Regions from separate parts of the Mus musculus genome. Here region 2 is linked to region 1. Evidence: chromatin contacts called from public HiChIP or PLAC-seq data. All regions are on one chromosome and are shown on one strand. The core of a region is the stretch at or near the end of the contact, and the rest is flanking DNA. Distances in the headings are between cores, read along the strand shown.

Evidence for each region. HiChIP or PLAC-seq counts read pairs in DNA pulled down with a chosen protein or histone mark.
Region 2: a contact with region 1 is called in an H3K4me3 HiChIP or PLAC-seq map of craniofacial prominence, with 3 times the contacts expected there. The contact joins the promoter of Npr3 here to the enhancer-like site in region 1. A contact is called at or near these places in 3 of 39 promoter capture datasets (the 3T3-L1 cell line and liver), 2 of 484 Hi-C or Micro-C datasets (the HL-1 cell line and cerebral cortex), 7 of 115 datasets of contacts at active chromatin or transcription factors (the NIH/3T3 cell line, craniofacial prominence, embryonic limb bud and 3 more) and 3 of 9 other capture datasets (adipose tissue, embryonic stem cells and pancreatic islet).

What each region holds. Positions count from the first base shown.
Region 1 is chr15:11,792,018-11,797,751 of GRCm38.p6, reverse strand. No RefSeq gene overlaps it. Among named protein-coding and RNA genes, the nearest start is that of Gm34501, 65 kb to the right of the region's middle. Within about 2 kb of position 2,876, at least 32 of the 459 cell types and tissues checked have an H3K27ac peak or open chromatin away from gene starts, as enhancers often do. A contact at or near this core is called in craniofacial prominence, where this site is marked.
Region 2 is chr15:11,902,495-11,907,672 of GRCm38.p6, reverse strand. It overlaps Npr3 (natriuretic peptide receptor 3), which reads left to right and starts at 1,999. Exons shown (of 8, transcript NM_008728.2): 1 at 1,999-2,787. The coding sequence starts at 2,034. It overlaps Gm5144 (predicted gene 5144), which reads right to left and starts at 1,148. Exons shown (of 2, transcript NR_131059.1): 1 at 685-1,148; 2 at 283-563.

The DNA of each region.
Region 1 (5,734 bases), core at 1,627-4,126:
TCTTTTGTCACAGCAACCAGAGCAGACTAATACACCTACTGTGCTTTAGCCTAACCTAAAATCTCCCCCTTCCCCCAAGTCATTGTCAACTGTCATCCCAAAGACACAAATGTTCTCACTCTACATGGCCTATAGTGACTGCCAACTTGCTATCTTCTTGCTCTGGCCTCAGGACTGCTGGGATCACCAGCGTGTGTTATGACACAATGCTTCCTTTTTATGACTGTAGCATTGCTGCCTGTGTAGCACTTGCAGAGCTGGCTTTAGTTTGTGGTGTCTTCTATGTGTGCAGCTAGTCACTGTATGTAAAATATAAGCAATCATAGGGAAAAGAGACTGAAGCAAACATGAGCCACAGTGCTGGGTTATGTGATAAAAACAATTATTTTATTCGCAGGGAATATTATAGGATCATTTTGTGGCCTGAAGCTACGTAAATGGTAATGACAGAAACCAGGGCATGGTTCACCTGAGTCTCAGTCCAGGACTTCATTTAGGAGCAATAACCAGGCTTTGAACATGAAAGACAATTGAAAGTGATGCTGTGTTCCTTTGTAAGGGAGGCCTTTGGAAAAATGTGTCTGTGACCAAAGCTATTTCCAAAGGATAGCAAATCATACCTTTATGGCCTCAATAAAGCCCAGCATGCCAAAAATGAGATCCTGGCTATTGTCTCATCTCTAAGTTGTCTTTCATCCCCTACTTCCTTCAAGCAGGTGAGGCAGTATCAGTGGGACTCACATGAGGAGGAGCTACGGGATGAAGAGGGGATAACTGTGAAAAACAAACACAAAAATTATACAAATGAATGAAAAAAAAAGCCTTAAAGAAAACTTGTATTTGATGCTAAGGATTAAGAAAAAAATCATTCAGGGGCAGGGAGTTGAGCTCTCAGAATGAGGTCTGGGGAGGATTCCAAGCTTTGCAGAGGGCTTCTGCAGGCGGCTCACTGTCCCTTGGAGAAGCATGTTTGTTTTCTTTGATAGATACATGTCCGCCATTACATCTTTACACAGAGAACTACCGAACGGGACAGTTCAGGCATGAATCGAAGAAGTTTTAATCAGTTAATAGAGCAAGAAGCAGTAAAGAGGAGACTCAAGAGAACATCCCTAGGTCTGAAGAAGAGAGTCGGCTTGATATCGTGCCAGAGATGCACATGAGATGGGAAAGTGGCCAGCTAAGAGCACAGCTGGTGACGGTAGGTGAGGCCGCAGTAGAGACCACATGGAGACTTTGATTGGCCTTCTGATGCTCCCCATAGCTTCTCAGCCTTAATCTCATCTGTAGAGTGAATGGGGCCTTACTTCCATAAGACTAGTGTGAGGATGAGAAGAGCGACAAAGACGAGGCTGAGCATGAGAAGAAAATCTCCCACTGCCGCTGCAGGCCAGGGAGCAGGAGACAGAGGGACAGGGTCAGGGACTGACTGGCTGGTTGTTGTCTGGAAGACAGGAGAGGTGGAAGGTGGGATGTCATGGGGAGGTCACAAGAGAAAGAGGGGACACACATACAGGCCTGGGCTGCTCCTGCTTGAGTCACACAGTGGAAGGAAGGCATCAATGGAAGGACCTCGTCAATGTACAATGAAATCTGTTTTTGCAAAATTTAGCAGAGCTTCAGTCTATCTCCCTCCCCGCCCCCTTTTTCTCCCACCAAGGAACTAGCAGAGCATCTCTGGGCTATATAACTGTAAGAACTATTAAGTTGAGAATGTCGAAAAGAAATTAGGGTCACAACCCCAGGGCACCATCCCGGAACAATGCTTAGTAAAGTACTGTATCCTTGTATCATCTCCCCCGAGGGCAGGCAGAGCACCAGGGAATTCAGCAAACAGCAAGAATCTCTTCACATCTTCCCCCAAAAGAGCTCACTCAGTTTTGTGTCCAGTCTGGCCCACCCACAGTCTGCTGCCTCAGCATGGGCCCTTCTTGTTTCTCTTCTGCTTCAAGTTATCAACTGGGCACTCAAGGGGAAAAGCCATCAGAAACAGAGGCTTTTCAAATATATATGTTATATATATGTTTTATATATATATAATACACACACACACATATATATGTGTGTATATGACATATATATGCATATATACATGTATATGTATACGTATACATGTATTTAATAATTTAAAATATATATTTAATATATATATACACTATATATACTACATATATATACATGCACACACAGACGTGCATGTGCCCCCCCCCCCCCCCATGTGTATAATCAGTAGCTGTCCTGATGGGCTTCAGTATCTGGTCCCTCACTGAGATAAACAATTGACAACATTAAGGCCAGCTCTGAATCATGTGTTCCTATCTTGTTCCTTGATTTGTAGGAACTTTCCCTTTGAGTACCTGTCACCCTAATCATTGTCACAGAGCCTGTTGCCTTCTAATAGAATGGCTTTCTGTTTGTGTGTGTTCTGAAAGGCAATTTAAAGCACTCTGCCAATATCTTAAAACCTCATTGGAAAAAGAACTACAGGTTTTCTCTATGGCATAATTTAGCCTTCCAGTTTACTGTAGAAACTAAAATTGATGCAACAAGGAGAGACAGGAGTAACCTGAGGCTTAATGTGACCAGCACTATTTACTGCAAGAGAAAGTAGAGATCGTGGAGGGACTGAAGATTCTTGCCAGGCCTTGGAAATCTCTACCTAGGGCTCAGGGTAGACTCAGGGTAATTCTCCCACTCACTCTCTCCATAATTGAGCCCCCCAGCTTGCTCTCATAGAGTCAGTTCAGCCTAAGGCATGGCCCAGCTATATTGTTTCCAAAGAGAGTTAAACCCACTGGGGTGTTGAATAGAATATTCTAAGAATCTTCTAGGTCAACAGCTCTGCTCTCTTAACTCTGAGGAATGTGCCTTCCCTGGGGATGGATGCCTGGAGAAGGTGGAATGTGCATCAGCACTGGGTCCCTCCCTGCCTGTCCTCCTCCACTCTGCAGCACGAGGGAGGGAGGGACCCAGTGCTGCAGAGTGCTCCTTGCGTCTGCCTTAGGGACAAAGGTGAGAAGGGGAATAAACCAAGCCTTTCACCCATTCTCCCCCAATCAGATCAACCCCATTCTGCCCCTGCCCTGAGTGCTCAAAGTCTGTTTTAGGAAGGAGGTTCCACATCAGTCTGCAGACGGATGGCCCATTTATAGATGGCTTGTCTCTACAGTCTTGCTCTTTAAACAGAAGTGGTTGCACCCATGCAGTTTCAGATTCCCAGATTCTCTTAAAAAGAATCCAAAGCTCCAGCTTCAGTAGGCCCTGTTTCTCATATTAGGAAGGTTTATTGCTTTTAGATGGACCCAGGTCTGCTGAGTTTGCCGCAGGCTTCATTCCTTCCTCACATTTTAAATCATATTTGCTCAATGGCTTTTATTCTTACTGTATACCCCCAGATATACCTTACTTCGTAAGGTAGGGATGGGGCTAAGCATATGGACATTTGTTATATTTGAATATCACTCTGTGCTGGGGGCATGTTACACAGATCTGGGCTTCTTATTTTTCCTATCTTTGAAATGAGGAATTCCTGTCCATATGTTGTGGGGGTTCTTGGAGCAAATTTCTGCACAGCACACAGAATAGAACCTGGCTGATAGAAATCTCTCAAGCAAGGTCATCTATTTTAAATAAACCAAACAGGGTGCCCCTTTCAAAAATATGCTAGTACCTGTGAGCCTTACTTAGAGTTTCTATTGTTTAGAGAACACATCATGATCAAAAAGCAAGTTGGGGAGGTAAGGGGCTTATTTAGCTTGTGTTTCCAGATCATAGTTCATCATTGGAGGAATTCAGGACTAGAAGGAGGTAGGAGCTGATGCAGAGGCCATGGAGGGGTACTGTTTACTGACTTGCTTTCTACAGCTTGCTCAACCTGCCTTCTTATAGAAGCCAGGACTACCAACCAGCCCAGGGATGGCATCACCCACCATGGACTGGGCCCTCCTCCATTGATCAGTAATTGAGAAAATGCCTTACAGCTGAATTTCATGGAGACCTTTCCTCAACTGAGGCACCTTCCTTTTTGATGACTCTAGCTTGGGTCAACCAGCCAATTCAGAGTGTTATCTGTTATCCCTTTCCACCTAATGTAACCATGGTCTCAATCTCATAAAAACAAGTATGATTTATAGTCATATATTTCCAACATTTGGAACTGAATTTCTGCTGAGTCAGTTTTGCACTGGGGGAAATTGTATGTAATCACACAGTCTTTCATCTGAAGGAGTTCATGATTGTGGAGGTTTGAATCAAGACTGCCCCTATAGGCTCGTATGTTTGAAAACTTGGTCCCCAGTGGGTGGGACTTTGGGGAGGGATTAGGAGGTGTGACCTTGTTGGAGGAGGTGTGTCACTAGGCCTGGGCTTGAAGGTTTCAAAAGTCCACAGTCAGCCCAATGGCAGGCTCTGGCTGCTTTTTCTCTCTTTCACATGCGTATGGATCAGACGTAAGCTCTCAGCTCCATCACCCTACCTGCCTGCCTGTCACTGCACTTCCTGCCTTGATGACCATGGGCCAACTCTCTAAAACTCTAAGCAGGCACCTAAACTCTGTAAGATGCCTTGCTCATGATGTCTTTGCACAGCAGTAGGAAAGGAACCAATACAACCAACCTATTGAACATTTGAACTATACATGTTACATTTGAACTATACATCGGCCTTTTGTACAAAGAAAGACACAGTGCTGTATTACAGTGTCACAGTAATACAGTAACTGTACTACAGCATTACAATTTCAACTGTAATACAATTATTGTATTACAGTAAGTTGTAAATAATTGATCTAATCTGTAATTGGTGTGTGCTATATATAAACTAGCTCTTTTTACAGAGATGGTAAAGTCCTTACTTTTCAGTGTCTGTGGTATAGATATTTCCACTAATATCAACTTCAAGCCTCCAGTGTTTTAATAATAATATCTTATGGAGAAAAAATTGTTTATAGCACATACTCATTGTACATAGTTGACCATAAAAAGGCCCTTCCTATGTCTCCTCCTATTCACAGTCCTGAGCAGGCACTATCATACTTCTGTCCATCTTATAAAGAGAAACAAAGTCCCAGGAAGTCCTGTGGCTTTCGCAAGTTCACAGAGAAGGTGAACACGGTACCAGAGCATGGGCTTCTGACTTGAGTCATCTGCTTTTCTAAGTATGGCCGTGTAAATGACCGCTCCACTCTTTCTGTCACTAAAGAATTTAAAGCGCACTGCCTACACAACTTCTGGAGAAAGGTACAGAATGATTTACTCTGTTAGTGCACGAGAATTACTAAGGAAGCAGGCAGATGTGATGCAAGGAATGGGGACCCAACCTAAGAGAAAAGGGAAGGCGCCCCGAGGATGGCTTACTGTACCACCAATGGGGCATTGTAGGGGTGAGCTTTGCAACAGAAAATAGAGATTGGGGTATATCAGGGGCTCTTGGAGGAAATACTTTAAGAAGAAATTAATAAATAAAAGTATATATATGTGTGTGTGTGTGTGTGTGTATCCACAGGAACATTTTCTTCTTTTTTCTTTTCTTTTTCTTTTTTCTTTTTTTTTTTTTTTCTTTTTTTGGTTTTTCGAGACAGGGTCTCTCTGTGTAGCCTTGGCTATCCTGGAACTCACTCTGTAAACCAGGCTGGCTTTGAACTCAGAAATCTGCCTGCCTCTGCCTCCCGAGTGCTTTTCTAAATTGTGGAAGAGCTTAATGTAAAAGAGCTCAAATATATAAGTAATACTAAATA
Region 2 (5,178 bases), core at 750-3,249, 110 kb before region 1:
AGGAAGGAGGAGAAGGAGAAGAGAAGAGAAGAAAGAAAAAGAAGAAGAAGAAGAAGAAGAAGAAGAAGAAGAAGAAGAAGAAGAAGAAGAAGAAGAAGAAGAAGAAGAAGAAGAAGAAGAAGAAGAAGAAGAAGAAAAGAAGAAGAAATAACTATGACTTAACAGCAGCAGCCTGGGGCAGCGGGTGAAGAATCGCGTTCAAGATCCTGCCGAAAGAGGGCGTAAGTTTAAGTTAAGATTGGAGCACACACTGACGCCCAGCCAAATGAAAGAACATTTAGAAACATTTTAAATTAACTTTAATTTGCAAGACTTTGGTGTCAGAACTACCTTGTGTAATACAGCCTGTTCTCGCCGTAAATGTCTTTGCTGCGTGACCACGAAAAGAGGGTGCAGGGCCCTCTGGACCTGCGCAGCTGCTCGGTTCAGAGACGCGCCTCTCTGGTCTGAGACTTCTCCACAATCCTTTCCACTCCGTCTGCATCGCTGTGGTAGCTGTGACCAGTGGAAAGACTGGGTCTACCGGGCAGGACCTTTCTGGGCATCCTAGACTATCGGGCATCCTGGAACAGAAGCGCTGGGGTTGGCAGACTGCTTTTTAGGTACTTAAAGATTCTCTGGGGGAAGATCTGGGGGGCCGGGAAGCGGGAGTCCCTTTTAGTTGCCTGGTTTAGCAAATAGTACCTTAGGGTGATGCTTTTCAAGCTCCGCGACACTTCCTGGAGCGGAATCATTTATCCAACATCGGAAGCAACAAGTTTCGCTTTTCTGGTCTCAGTGACCCCGCGGAGGGGCTGCGCACTGGGACACGGTGACGCTGCGCCCACTGTGATTCTAGCGTGTCCCAGCAGCCCAGAGGGAGGAGGGCACCCACGCCGGGTGGGGGAAGGAGCGGTGCGACACCGTGCAGGCCAGATGGGCTTACCAGCTCTGCAAATGAATTTTCCTGCACCAGGACCTTGTTCCTTGTTCCCCGACCTTGCTCCAGGGACCAGAAAGGTCAGGTGCGGGACAGGACTGGGCGCACCCAGACAGAACGTGGCCAGATCAAGAAAAGAGGTGAGAGTCTATGGAGTTTTGCAAGGAAGCCACCAATTTGGAGAAACATTTCCCCTTCGTTTTTGCAGTGTGTGTGTATGAGTGTGTGCTTTGTGTATGTGCGCGCACTCATTTCTTTCAAACATATATACACTTTTTTTTTTTTTTTTTTTTTTAATCCTGGGGTTGGAGAAAGCGGAGCCAGGGAGAGGCGGGGACCTTAGAGTAACGCTGTGCCGCGAGGTCTCCCGCGGGTGTAGACGTGGGCGGTTGCGGCTTTGGGCCAAATCTGAGCACCGGCAACTAGTGGGGCTTAGGGACCCGGCAACCGCGAGTAGGCCAGGGGTGCGGGGAGGAGCCCTGATGTAAGAATGTTAATGAGAGGCTCCCCCAGCCCAGCCCCCACCCCGCCCCACCCCCACCCACCCCACCCGTTGCAGAGACAAGCCCGGCCTCGGCGCGCCATGTGTGGTAACGCGCTGCGCCGCTGCCACGCTATTTAAACCCCGGCTATGGATCCAGAAAGCCGCGCGAATCAATGGGATCAAACGCGAAGGAGGTGCACCGTCAATTACAAGCACTTGGACAAGTTTAACTTTTTTTTTTCTTTTACAAATAAGGCCTTCAAACGCAACCTTAGCAACGCCCAAATAAGAAGCCACCTCTAAGCCAAATAGCCTATGTGCAAAGGGAGGGAGAATATATATATTGATAATAAGTCTATATGTATATTACAGACGCACAGGTTTACATTCTGTGAACTTTTTTCTTTCTTTCTTTGCTTTAAAATTTTTTTTTTTATTTTTTAAACCTAGGGACATTGTAGAGGAATCTTCCTATCTTTTGGCGAGTTACTGAAGGGGGTATTCTGTTTTCTTGGAGCGCCCAAGGGGGCGCAGGGACAGAGGAAAGAAAAGAGCTGGGAGGAAAAGGGCAGGGTGGGTGGGGGGCAGAGGGCGAGCCGGCGGCCAGGGCGAGCGCTTGCTGGCAACACGATGCGGTCCTTGCTGCTGTTCACTTTCTCGGCGTGCGTGCTGCTGGCCCGGGTGCTGCTGGCTGGCGGCGCGAGCAGCGGCGCCGGGGACACCCGGCCAGGCAGCAGGCGCCGGGCGAGAGAGGCGCTGGCGGCTCAAAAGATCGAGGTGCTTGTTCTATTGCCCCGGGACGATTCGTACTTGTTCTCGCTGGCCCGGGTGAGGCCGGCCATCGAGTACGCGCTGCGTAGCGTGGAGGGCAATGGCACCGGGAGGAAGCTGCTGCCGCCAGGCACTCGCTTCCAGGTGGCCTACGAAGACTCGGACTGCGGCAACCGCGCGCTCTTCAGTCTTGTGGACCGCGTGGCGGCGGCGCGCGGCGCCAAGCCGGATCTCATCCTGGGGCCCGTGTGCGAGTACGCGGCGGCGCCGGTGGCTCGGCTGGCGTCTCACTGGGACCTGCCGATGCTGTCCGCAGGAGCGCTGGCCGCCGGTTTCCAGCACAAGGACACGGAATACTCGCACCTCACGCGCGTGGCGCCTGCCTACGCCAAGATGGGAGAGATGATGCTCGCTCTGTTTCGCCACCACCACTGGAGCCGTGCAGCCCTGGTCTACAGCGACGACAAACTCGAGAGGAACTGTTATTTCACCCTCGAGGGGGTCCACGAGGTTTTTCAGGAGGAGGGGTTGCACACGTCTGCCTACAATTTCGACGAGACCAAAGACTTGGACCTGGACGACATAGTGCGCTACATCCAAGGCAGCGAGCGAGGTGAGCGGGAGCGGGACCAGGGGGGTCCTTGGCTCTGACTCAGCGGTTCTCAGTGGCTCTCCCCCAAACCCCACCAAGTCAATCTTCTGCAGACCCCACCCTTCCCCGTAACCCAAGGACCCGTGGAGGTCGCGCGGGGGCTTGTCCAAGTGTGAGCTGCCTGATCCAGGGACGGGTGGAGGATAGCCCATCGCGGTGGAAGGGGTGTGCCTACACAGTCTCGGGGAGGTGGATCTGGCCAGTCGAGGGAACGTCTGAGCCGCTTGCTAGCGCCATCCCAGGTATGACAGGTGTGGCTAAACACCAAGGGTTTTCCCCCTCTTCGACAGCTCCGGAGTCCCGTGAGTTCCAGGAATTCCCTACTCTGTCCATTGCAGTCGCGCGCCCCCTGGCAGGGCCACAGCGTCTGGGGACGCCCCAGCAGTCTCGCAGCTTCTTGACTAGCTGGGGGTTGGGACGCATCTCCTGGCTCCCCTGGCTGCTCTTTCCACTGACCCTAGGTCTCTTTTTAAAGCCTTCCTTTTAGATTCCTTCCATGCCCTTTCTAGTGTCTTACAAGCTTCGATACAAGCACCAGAAGTGCGTCGCCGTGTCTGAATTCAGGCGACTCTCACTTCCCCCGGGAGCTTTGGGCTTCGAAGCCTCTGAAAGCGCGCGCAGAGCTGGGCTTGGGCGGAGCGCGCCGGAGGATCGTGCGCCGAGCTTCCTTCCCACGGGTCCCCTGCCCGGCCCTTTCTCCGCAAGTCGCTGAGGGTTTGGAACAGTAGCCAAACTAGACAGAGAATTTGGTACTGGGGAATGGGATCATGGCTACGGGGAGCGTGGGAATTCTCCGCAGCTGCCCAGGTTTCTGTCGTGTAGATAGAGGAAGGAGCCGAATCCCAGCATAGGGCATGAGTCCGGACGTCCCGGTTGGGGCTCACACATTGGAGAAATCTCGCCTTTGTTTCCCCTTGGTGCGCAGGCGCCCAGAATGTCCGCGGTATTACCCTCCCCCTATGACCCCACACCGCAAAGCTTCCGATGTTCGTTCGGAGGTGCTATCCTGGTGAGACCTAGGAGGGGCCGAGCTAAGCCAGGCACCTAGTTTGCCCAGTGTTGGTCGCACGAATGCTGGGGACCTGGGCCTGGCTGTGGCGGGACAGCGGAACACTAAGCTTGCAGGCTCAGAACAGGTGAGGTGGGCAGAAAAAGCTTCAAGAGTGGGGCCACAACTGCCCCTCCCCGCTCTCTACTCTAACTTCAAGGTGTTGTAGACAGTGCAGACAGGACAAGTTTCGACCTAAGAACTCCAGGCTGTCTGCGCAGAATCACTGTTAGGTGCGCAGGCAGGGCGTTGGTTATGTAAAAGGAAAGTTCTGTCCTATGGTGGCAGATTTGCCCCTGTTGGGCGAGAAACCCACATCTACTTTCTCCCCCCACTCCCAGTCCTCCGGCTACTGCAGCCTCTCGCGGTCCTGGGTACTGTTACTTCTTCAGTTCTGGGCTTCCAGAGCCTTAACTAAAAGCTGGAGACTTCCCAGGGCAGGCTGGGAATGGGGGCGTGTCCTCACGCCTGGCTAGATCCATCCGAGCTTTGCAAATTCTGGTCATTGCCTTGCTGAACCTAGAAAGGCGGTGACCTTGGTACAGTGGCCTAGGGTGAGAGGCCTGGCAGATCTGTCAGTTCCGCTGTTGGGCCCTTGAGCCGCACAGTGCTCTTAGAACCGTGATGGGGGAGGGCCACACTGTGAGAGTGGGCTGGGGGTTGGGGTGGGGTTGGGGCAGGTGTGTTTCGGTTTAAAAGGACTACAGCCTGCGTTCTTTATTTTTAAATAGTCAGGCTTATTTTAGATCTCCTAGCGCTCATTTCTCGTTCAATTTAGCAGTGCAAGCTTGTTAGTCTGGTGTGTGTGTATTTTATAGGTGAAATTATTATGATCTTATGATTCTTTCTCTAAAATCTGTGTCAGCAACAATAAGGCGAATTTTCTGAAATATAAATAAAAAATTCCAGGCTGCCCTTCTTTCAATTTCTTACTCTTTGTAGAGAAAGTTGGGAGATCTCAGGGCGCTGAGTCTCCACCTCATCGTGGCTGCTCAACGCATTAAGTAGTGGGGGTTTAGTATATGGTTTCAGGGGAGTTTGTGGCTCAGCCACTTGCTAGCTGTCAGGATCCGGGGCTGTTAAACTGTACCCCATCTTCTTCAGGTAAAGTGGGCTTCCTGCACAGCCACATCTTGGGGATGCTGGAAGGGTTTAATGAACTAAGTGACCAGAATTCTTTGAAACAGCGCCAGACCCACACAGTAAATGTGTGGGTTCATTGTAGCGGGCGTTGTGCTATATTCGATAATAATCACCTTCACCCAGAAGGGGAAGCCATGTCCTGGGAAGAGCTTTAGGCAGAG